Linked DNA regions of Mus musculus: region 2 is linked to region 1. A link is a contact called in public Hi-C data. All regions are on one chromosome and are shown on one strand. Each heading gives the region's core, a stretch centred on a gene start, on an enhancer-like site or on the middle of the called end of the contact. The rest is flanking DNA. Distances are from core to core; before and after follow the strand shown.

Evidence for each region. A called contact is a pair of places that touch in the nucleus more often than the background predicts.
Region 2: a Hi-C map of uterus shows a contact between it and region 1, with 8 times the contacts expected there. The contact joins two enhancer-like sites. A contact is called at or near these places in 9 of 484 Hi-C or Micro-C datasets (the 3T3-L1 cell line, the HPC-7 cell line, embryonic stem cells and 5 more), 1 of 115 datasets of contacts at active chromatin or transcription factors (embryonic limb bud) and 1 of 9 other capture datasets (embryonic stem cells).

The regions. Positions count from the first base shown.
Region 1 is chr2:75,404,898-75,409,182 of GRCm38.p6, forward strand. No RefSeq gene overlaps it. Among named protein-coding and RNA genes, the nearest start is that of Gm39857, 11 kb to the left of the region's middle. Within about 2 kb of position 2,379, at least 34 of the 459 cell types and tissues checked have an H3K27ac peak or open chromatin away from gene starts, as enhancers often do. A contact at or near this core is called in uterus, where this site is marked.
Region 2 is chr2:75,587,886-75,592,148 of GRCm38.p6, forward strand. The region is part of intron 2 of Gm50595; the gene reads right to left. Among named protein-coding and RNA genes, the nearest start is that of Gm39853, 23 kb to the right of the region's middle. Within about 2 kb of position 2,491, at least 17 of the 459 cell types and tissues checked have an H3K27ac peak or open chromatin away from gene starts, as enhancers often do. A contact at or near this core is called in uterus, where this site is marked.

The sequences.
Region 1 (4,285 bases), core at 1,129-3,628:
ATCCAATTAAGGGGAGTTGCATGCAGTCCTATGTGTTTCTACCATACAAGTGTCAGCAGGGAATAGATCGGGAAGGAGACACACTCAAGACTGTGGCACATCTCAAAGAATGGTCTCCACTTTGGTTTGAGCTTCCGTCCAATGTCCAGTCACCCCTGGCAATGGCGAGCACACTGCAGACAGTACTGCTGTGTCGACAGTTGATTTAGAACATCCTTAAATCGACCCCGGAACACTGAGAGGGTGGATTCCACTTCGAGATCTCATTCCAAGCACACACAACCCGTCACAGGTCCCCCTTGAGACCAGGAGGCCATCGTGGCTATGAAGTTCCTATCTATAGATATGTCTTTAAGGATTCAGTTTGATATGCAGCTGAGAAACAAAGAACCTTAAATCTTACCAAGTTACTGTGAGGCTCAAAAGGGCCTTGCCTTTATTCTGCACCTGTGTGCCCGATGAGTCGGATTCAATCTGTCCCTGCTGAGAGGCATCCAACACAACTAAAGAGAGCAAAGCAGTATTCACTTAGAAGTAAAAATGAACATTTTTGTTCTCTCTAGTCAAAATTATTTTTGTCCTGCTAATAGTATGAAAGTCAGACTTGGCCACTGTTGCGTGCTCCCAGCCCCTGTCTTCTCCTATAACGTGGTGATGCTCCATCAATGCTATCAGCTCAGCTAGATTTTAGACTCGTTTAGGGGCCAGGCTTCTGGGTGCACATGCTAGGATGTTTTGAAAAGGTTTAACTGGGAAAGGGAAAGGCCCGCCCTGAATTCGGGCAGAGTTGTCCCACAGCCTGAGGCCTTACACTGGATAAAAAGGAAAAAGAAAATGCCAGCAGCCACTCTTGGCGGAGGCAATGTGACCGTCTGACCCACGCCCTGTGTTCTCATCACCATGTCTTCCCTGCCACAATGGAACCTCAAACTTTGATCCAAAATAAACGCTCTCTTCCTTACGTTGATTTTGTCATGGCAACAAGAAGAGTAATTAATATAGTCCCCTTTCCATGTAAATATTCAGATTCTGTTCTCAGAGGGGCAAATCTATTTGCCATCTGGACATGGACACGTGACTCAATGTGGTAAGTCGGATGAGGAAAAAGAGGCTTTTGTGCCAGCTCTAAGCTGAGCCCTCCAGAGGACTTACTTGTTTGGGCTTGTGCAGTCTGATGTCAATCGCTATCAGGCAAGAACATGGCTGGGTTAGCTGGGGGTCCCAGGAGAAAGACAACGCATGAATAAAACCCAAACCCAAACAAGACTGAGCACTGCTCAGACACACAGGCTGCCCATCCAAGCCTCACTGACCTTGAAGACAGAAGAGAAAAGATGTCCACTGCCTATGTTAATTGAAGTGTTCTGACTGACTCAACAAGTTCTTGCATAGGCAGCTAACGAATCGACCTAACATTAACTGTGGTTGCCGCTGGAGCTGGCTCTGCCAAATCATCTCAAAAGATCTGCCCCTCTGATCTCCCCAACTTTCTCAGCATAACTGCTAGCTACATTGATTCTGCGTGATTATAGTTTTATTATTACTCATTTTTGTTATTTGGAAAACACTAACTTTTATGTTCTCTCAGCACTTTAAGCAGGGAGCTCTCAGATCTTGCTCTCAGAGAGGATCTTAAAACACAGATGGCTGAGGGCCATCTCCAGAGCCTCTGCTTCAGCCAGACTGGGGTTAGACAGGAGCCTGACATTGTATGTTTCCCACAAGTCCATACAGGTGCTGATGCTGTTGGTCCACTTCGGTTTGCTCTGTAAGAACTTAGGCAGAACTTAACTCAAGGGTTAAGCCTGAGGTTGCTGGCCCCCCTACCTTCCCGTGATTTCATCCAGCATGTTTTTCTATCACCTTCAATTGACCAATAAATGAGTGGGGCCAGAGCCAAGACTGTGCAGCCTTGCAGATGAGCTCCCTCTGGACGACGCAGCCTTGCAGCAAATGGCGAGCAGGATTGCCAAGCCACACAGCAGGGACTCAGCACCACCTTTGCCCTGAACTTAATGTCATCCTCATGGTCTGGGAGACTTTCTGGCTTGTACCCAGGATGCACTGGCTTCCCAGGATAAAGACAAGCCACAGTATTCTTTGCATCCACCCTCAAGTTCCCATTCCCAAGTCCCTTGAGGCAGAATGTAAGAGTTTCACTGTCAGGCAGAAGCCTTAGCATCATGTATTTAAATGTGTGCAATCAATTTCCCTCTCAAATCCCCATGGCAGGTACTCTCATTTCTTCCCCTTGCTGCACATGGATAGATCCCCCGCTGGGACAACAGAGAGCTATGGCTAGTGGTGCCTCTCCCACTCTGTCCAAACCTCTCTTCAGTACAGTCCATGGTGACATTTGAACTCTGGCCCTTGCATGCTTTCCTCAACCTCAGGAGGAGCTGGCAAGACTCTGGGTCCTCTGAGTCATGCTTACTGCAATGCTGTCTTGGAAAAGTACGCCAGATTTAAAAGCTGCCCTGAAGCTCCAGTTGTTAAAAGTATCTTGGGAAAATGATTAGCATTTACAGAGAACTGGCCAGCCTGCTTCACCTAAGTCCTCTCTTTATTCTGCATGTATAATATATATGTTTCTGCAGTACATGGGAGAGGGGGAGGTATGTGCATGTGAGAAGGAGCATGTACACATGTGTGTATGTGCATCTAGAGCTCTAATTTTAATATCAGGAGTCTTCCTTGATCACTCTCCACATGATCTATTGAGACAGGGTCTCTTCACGTGGCTCTCAGCCTACAGTTTGGCCAGCATAGCAAGCCAGCTTGCTCTGGGGGATCCTGTGTTATCTCCTGGGCACTGGGATTACATGCTTGGCATTTACATGGGGGCTGGCATCCAAACTCCAGCCCTCACCCTTGTGTGGCAAGTGCTTTACCAGCTGGGCTATGGCTTGGCACTGTGCTGTTTTGTGTTTTAGTAATGTGTGGTTTCCATCTGCTAAACTGAAACGTTATTCTAAATGGTAGTGCTTTGAAAGAGAGAGTAGCCCGGGATATGTGCAAACACTTGCTCAGATGTCCGAGGCAGGGGGATAGCTGGGACTTTTTGTAAGTCTTGAAAATGTTTCCAATCTATTTTATAGAAGTAGTTTGGCCATATTCTGGGAAAAAGTGTTTAGTCTTCAGTGATCCTTTCATATAGGGTCTCAGTGCTATACATTCGCAGGCAGTATTATTCTTCCATAAGTAAAACTGTACATTATTTGACACATGAAAACTGAGAGAGAGGCTGTTCTCAGTCAGCATCTATGTGTCTGGCTCCCACCACATGTTGGCTTTCATGCTGGCAATTAAGACATAGAAGGGAAAAAAATCAGCTTCTTGTTGTCAAAGTGACTGTGGTTGTTTTGATACGATAAATTCCAAAATAAATACTGGCTCAGCTCACCATCTGACATGTGTGTAATGAGCACCTATTAGGTCTAAGCAGGGGCTTACTGTGTAGAGTACACAATGATTTAAGTGTAGTTTTGTCCCTGCTCATAATTTAATCTTGTGAGGCAGTGATGTTTTTAATAGTGATGTTGTGGTGTGAGGTACCCATGTGCCAAGAAGATGGAGCAGGAGATCTGATCTAGGACGTCAGAGACAGCTTTTAGAAACAGCGAGCTGAGATCTTAAAATGTCAAGGAAGCTAGGAAGGACGCATAAAAATTGGAGTGGGGAGGAGGAGGAGGAGGAGGAGATCTGCAAGGTCAAAGATTGGGGGGATTGATGCTGGATTGGATCAGAAATCGAAGCACTTTAGTATGGTTAGTAAGTGTATGGAAGGAATCCTTCAGAGTGACACTAAGGAATAAGACCTTAACCAATTACAGGGATTTCTCAGACACTCCACTGAGAGATGACCTTCGCTTTGACTAATGTCTTGGCAGTGGAAAGAGTGAGGTGGTCAGACACAGGAGAAACTGATAGGACTTTTGTTTTGGTTGAACAAAGGATGTAATGGAGAGGGTTTTTAGTTAGGGGCAATGTGTAGATAGCAACAATACTGTAAGAATTAGGAATGAACACCAGTTTGGGATTCAGTTTGGGATATATTCATTTAAATTTCTTATAAGGAAAAATATCAGAGTAGAACTGTCAAGTTGGCAGAGGGGTATACACATCTAGAGCTCAAATGGGGGTCTAGATGGGCACAGATTGGAAAGGTGAGAAATGGGGTCTAGGAAATCAAAAGAAATCTAGGAAAGATGATCATGTCACAGGAAGTTGGAAGTTAACAGTGTCTAATTCAGGGGCTCTAACACATAGGCCCAGGAAGAGGCCT
Region 2 (4,263 bases), core at 1,241-3,740, 180 kb after region 1:
TATTGAGTCCTAAAAGAGTTAAAAGAGGGAGAATATCAATCAATAATTTTTACATTAACTACTTTGTATATGACAAAACAAAATTAACTTTGGCATTATAACCCCTTCATCTGGCATTTCTGACTGGCCCTGAGTTTTGAATAAAGAATTAGACGTCTTAAAAACCAACCGACATGTGTTCTCTTGGCCCACAATACTAACTCACTGTGGGTTTGTAAGAGATGTAATGGCTACCTACCATACATTTTCCAAGATTGTAAACATAATTGCTACTTACTAAAGCAATCCTGTTCTGGAAAGAAGAATTCTGAAGATAAAGATAGGTTTCTGAAGGTTTTTGTTCTGTGTGTGTGTTGTGGTTGTTGTTGTTTTGTTTTGTATTGTTTTGTTTAATATTGAAGGTGTTTAGCTTTGAATTTAAGTGAAAATACTATCTTAGTGACTAATGTTAGATTTTTAAATAACATTTTAATTGGTTGGAGTTTTTCCCAATATCTACCCTTCCCTTTCATAAAACTGGCTTCTACTGAAACATCTTTATGGATTTAAAAGTGACAACAAATTTAAACTAAAACTCTAGTGTTTGAATGGTCTTTTCAGGTTAAATGCCTATCAAAATGTAAATAGATGATTTCTTCTCCAGCAAGATGAGATCGGGTTTTTAACCTGGCCAATTGCCCATATAAACAATCTTTAATATTATTTGGTCATCTTTTGGTAATTAAAATGGCATATCACAACCACTTTAAATTTATATCCATGTGACAAGAAAGTTATTTAAGGCGTAACTGTGGATAGAGGAAATGTCTCTTTAACAGATTCTTTCAGGAATGCATCTAACAGGAAGCAAAGGTTTTCAACGGCACATAAAAACAAGAAGCAGTTGAACAGCGCCACCCAGAGGTAAGAAGTATATTACATCCAGAGATGATATCGCGAACCTTACACTCACTCAGCCGTCCTTACAGCCACTTCCAGATGTTTCTCTAGTAATATATCAGACATTGCTGGCTCCTGGGTCTGTATTGAAATCTAACATTTTAGTAAGTAAAATTAAATGTTTTGCTGTAGAAAAGGTGCTTTATTTCTGCTTGTTAATTCCTGTCTTTTGAAACAATAAGCACAGGTTGAATAAGAGGCAACACGCCTTCCAGAAATGCAGATAGTTCACCCACCTTTCTTTAAGTAAACGAAATTATTAGGAAAGCCCATTTTAAAAGAATCACTCTGTCCCTACTCCACTATTTCCATACACCCCTAATTACTTTTCTGTCTGGGTTTGTTGAACTAATGCATATTTCTGAACCAAGATTATATACCATTGGAAGAGATCTTAAGAAATCCATTGAAAGCCTGCCATCAGCACCATAAAAAGAGGATTACATACATAAGAACCCTGGGCAAGTACAAAAAAAGGTACTTTTATTATTATTTTACAGGAACTATAAATTTGACTTTTAAAAAAATCTTATTTTGTGCTCAGGATATGGTGCAGGCAAAACACCAGACACACAAAGATACCTTTAAATTTTTTAAGAGTTATTTTGGCCGAAATCAAAATGAGCTTGCCGATCTGTAATTACAGAATCGGGGTACCCTTGAACCCAAGACAGAGATGCTGCTGCATTGAGCTACACTACAGGAAAAAGGCCTCGTGTTCCCCCACCGCCTTCAGCCAGCTCAGATAAACCAGCACAGGCAAGCTTTGCAGAAACGCGTAGAACCGGTCTCAGGGTTGCTCCTAAGCAGAGTTGTACGCGTGCGTGCGGGGTAACCCAGGGCTTTGGAGGCCCTGCGTGCGGGGTCTGTAACTGCGTTGCCATAGCTATCTGTCACGCGTTCCTGTCAAGACTCCCGGCTGCTGCTTTCTAATCGCCTGAGAAGCAGCCTTCCTGTGACAAGAATCAGGCTCCTCCGTTCTGATCTGCATCTTTAGCCTAACAATGAGAAATGGGTTTCCATAAACTTAAAAGAGGCAAAGAAATGATGCCAAAGCCATTACTTGCTGCTTCGGATTGGAAGGAAGACACCTGTCCCTTTTTAGACCAGTAATAAAGGATAAAACTATGACAAAGCCGTCAGCGTTTCATCTGGAAAATAAAGGGAATCAGCTGGCGCTCTCCTAAAGAAAAACAAAATGCCTTCCCCTCCCACTCTGAAATCTGCATCAGAATCTAGCCTCGATTTCACGTTGTGCTCAACCTTACAACATGAGAGAAAATTATACTGTCATGAAAACCAGTGCAGAAGGATCTCGTTCTTTTTAATGCTCCCCTCGTGTCTTTATCCCTTTCCTCTAAATAGCCATGGCATTGTCCACCTCAGTGTTTTGGTTTGAAGCCGCTTCAGGGGCTTCTGGTTTTGCAGCCTGCGGTTTGAGGTTGATCAGGCTGCAAGCTGCAGCTGTGGGAACCCCAGGCTTAAGGCATTTGGAGTTGGTCTTGGGCAAGCTGCCTCACCAGGGATAGCACAGCGCTCCCTAGCCTGGTTTAGAAAACCCACAGCATTACAGCGAAGGCCCATGCGCGCCACCTAGTGGACACGATCTGCCTGGGGTGTCATCAAGACATGGTGGGTTATATAAAAATCTGCAACCCCTATAGTTCGCCAATAAATACACTTTTCTTCATACTATAGTCAAACCGACGAGGAAGGGGACATATTTTAAAAGAAAGTGTCAAATGCATTAACTCACAAAAGCTTCAAGACTGTCTTTTCAAATATAAATATTATTCAGCCCTTCCTTTGGGGCTCAGGAAACCCGGAGGGGAAGAGGAGGCAAAAAGAGCCAGAGGGGTGGAAGATACCAAGGAAACAAGACTTTTAAACACAACAGGACTGGTGCACATATGAACTCCCAGAGATGGAGGTAGCACGCGGGGCGGGGCGGGGGGGGGGGGGTGTCCTGCACCAGATGCAGATGAAAGGAGGAGAGGACACACTCCACAGTGCTAATCCAGAAACTCTCTCCAATCTATAACCACTTGGAAATGAAAATTTTGTTTTCTCCAAGGAAGTCTCACTGGAGAAACAAACCACTCTTAAGGGCAGGCTGCAGTGCCCAACAGGAGAGGCCGACTGAAAAGGAACCCAGTGGTGACTTTAAGGTTCCTTGTCTCCTAACTCCTTACGTCAGAGCTTTTTTATTAAAATAAATAAATAAATACACCGGGTAGTGGTGGTGCAAGAAAAAGTTACTGTTATTTTATTACAATTAGTTTTACTTTATAGGTTTTGTGTATACACCATGGATTCCAGGTTTGCGGTTTTATGGGTGTGCCAAGAAGTGAGTCTCTTTGTCTGCAGCTGATTCTTGTGCCTTTTCTTGAGTTCTTGTGCCTTCTGTTTGTTTGTTTTGTTAGATTCTGATTTGTTTTTGTTTTATCTCATTATATTTTATTATTATCCCTTAGAAGCCTGTTTGTTTTCTAAGGAAAGACAGAAAGGGAGTGGACCTCAGTGGGAGGGGAGGAGAGGGGAGGGGAAAACTGAGAGAAATAGAGAGGGAGGGGACCACAACCAGAATACAGTGTATGAAAACTCTATCTTCAATAAGATTGTGTGTGCGTGCATTCGTGTGTGTGTGCGTGTGTGTGTGTGTGTGTGTGTGTGTGTGTGTGGTCTGTGTGTGTGTGCATGTGTGTGTGTCTGTGTGTGTGTGCATGTGTGTGTGTCTGTGTGTGTGTGTGTGTGTATTTGATATATATACATATACATCAAATATCAAAATGCTGTGTTACTTTTACCTTTATGGAGAAAGGGGAAGGTTCGTATTGACTGGCATGCATGAAGGCCCTGGGTTTGAGTCTCAGCAATGCACAGTCATGCCAATAATTTGATTTTTAACACCCCCCCCACTCCAAAAAAATAAGTCTTTCTTGTTTCTCCTCTTTTTCTGCACATTATTTCCTGGATGAAAGCACTTCATTTTTTTTTTTCTTAGCCAAGTTGTATAAGACCTCATTCAAATCACAGTCCCTAGGAAGTTCCTCAGACCGATCTGAACTCATGGGAGACTAAACCTTCTTTAAAAGTGTCACTTGTAAAGATTTCCTGATTGTCTCGTCTCCATGATCTCCTTGATTGGCTTCAGCTGCCTTCAAAGGCTTCTTCAATGTTGAGTGAGCAGCTTTGACACAGGTGACAGCCCTGTCGGGATAATATAAACACGCCAGCATCCCTTCCAAGGCACAGCAACAGCAACGCCCGTTTACGGAGCTCCAGAAAAGCCAGCCCTTTGTGCAGCAGGTACTGGGTCCTCAG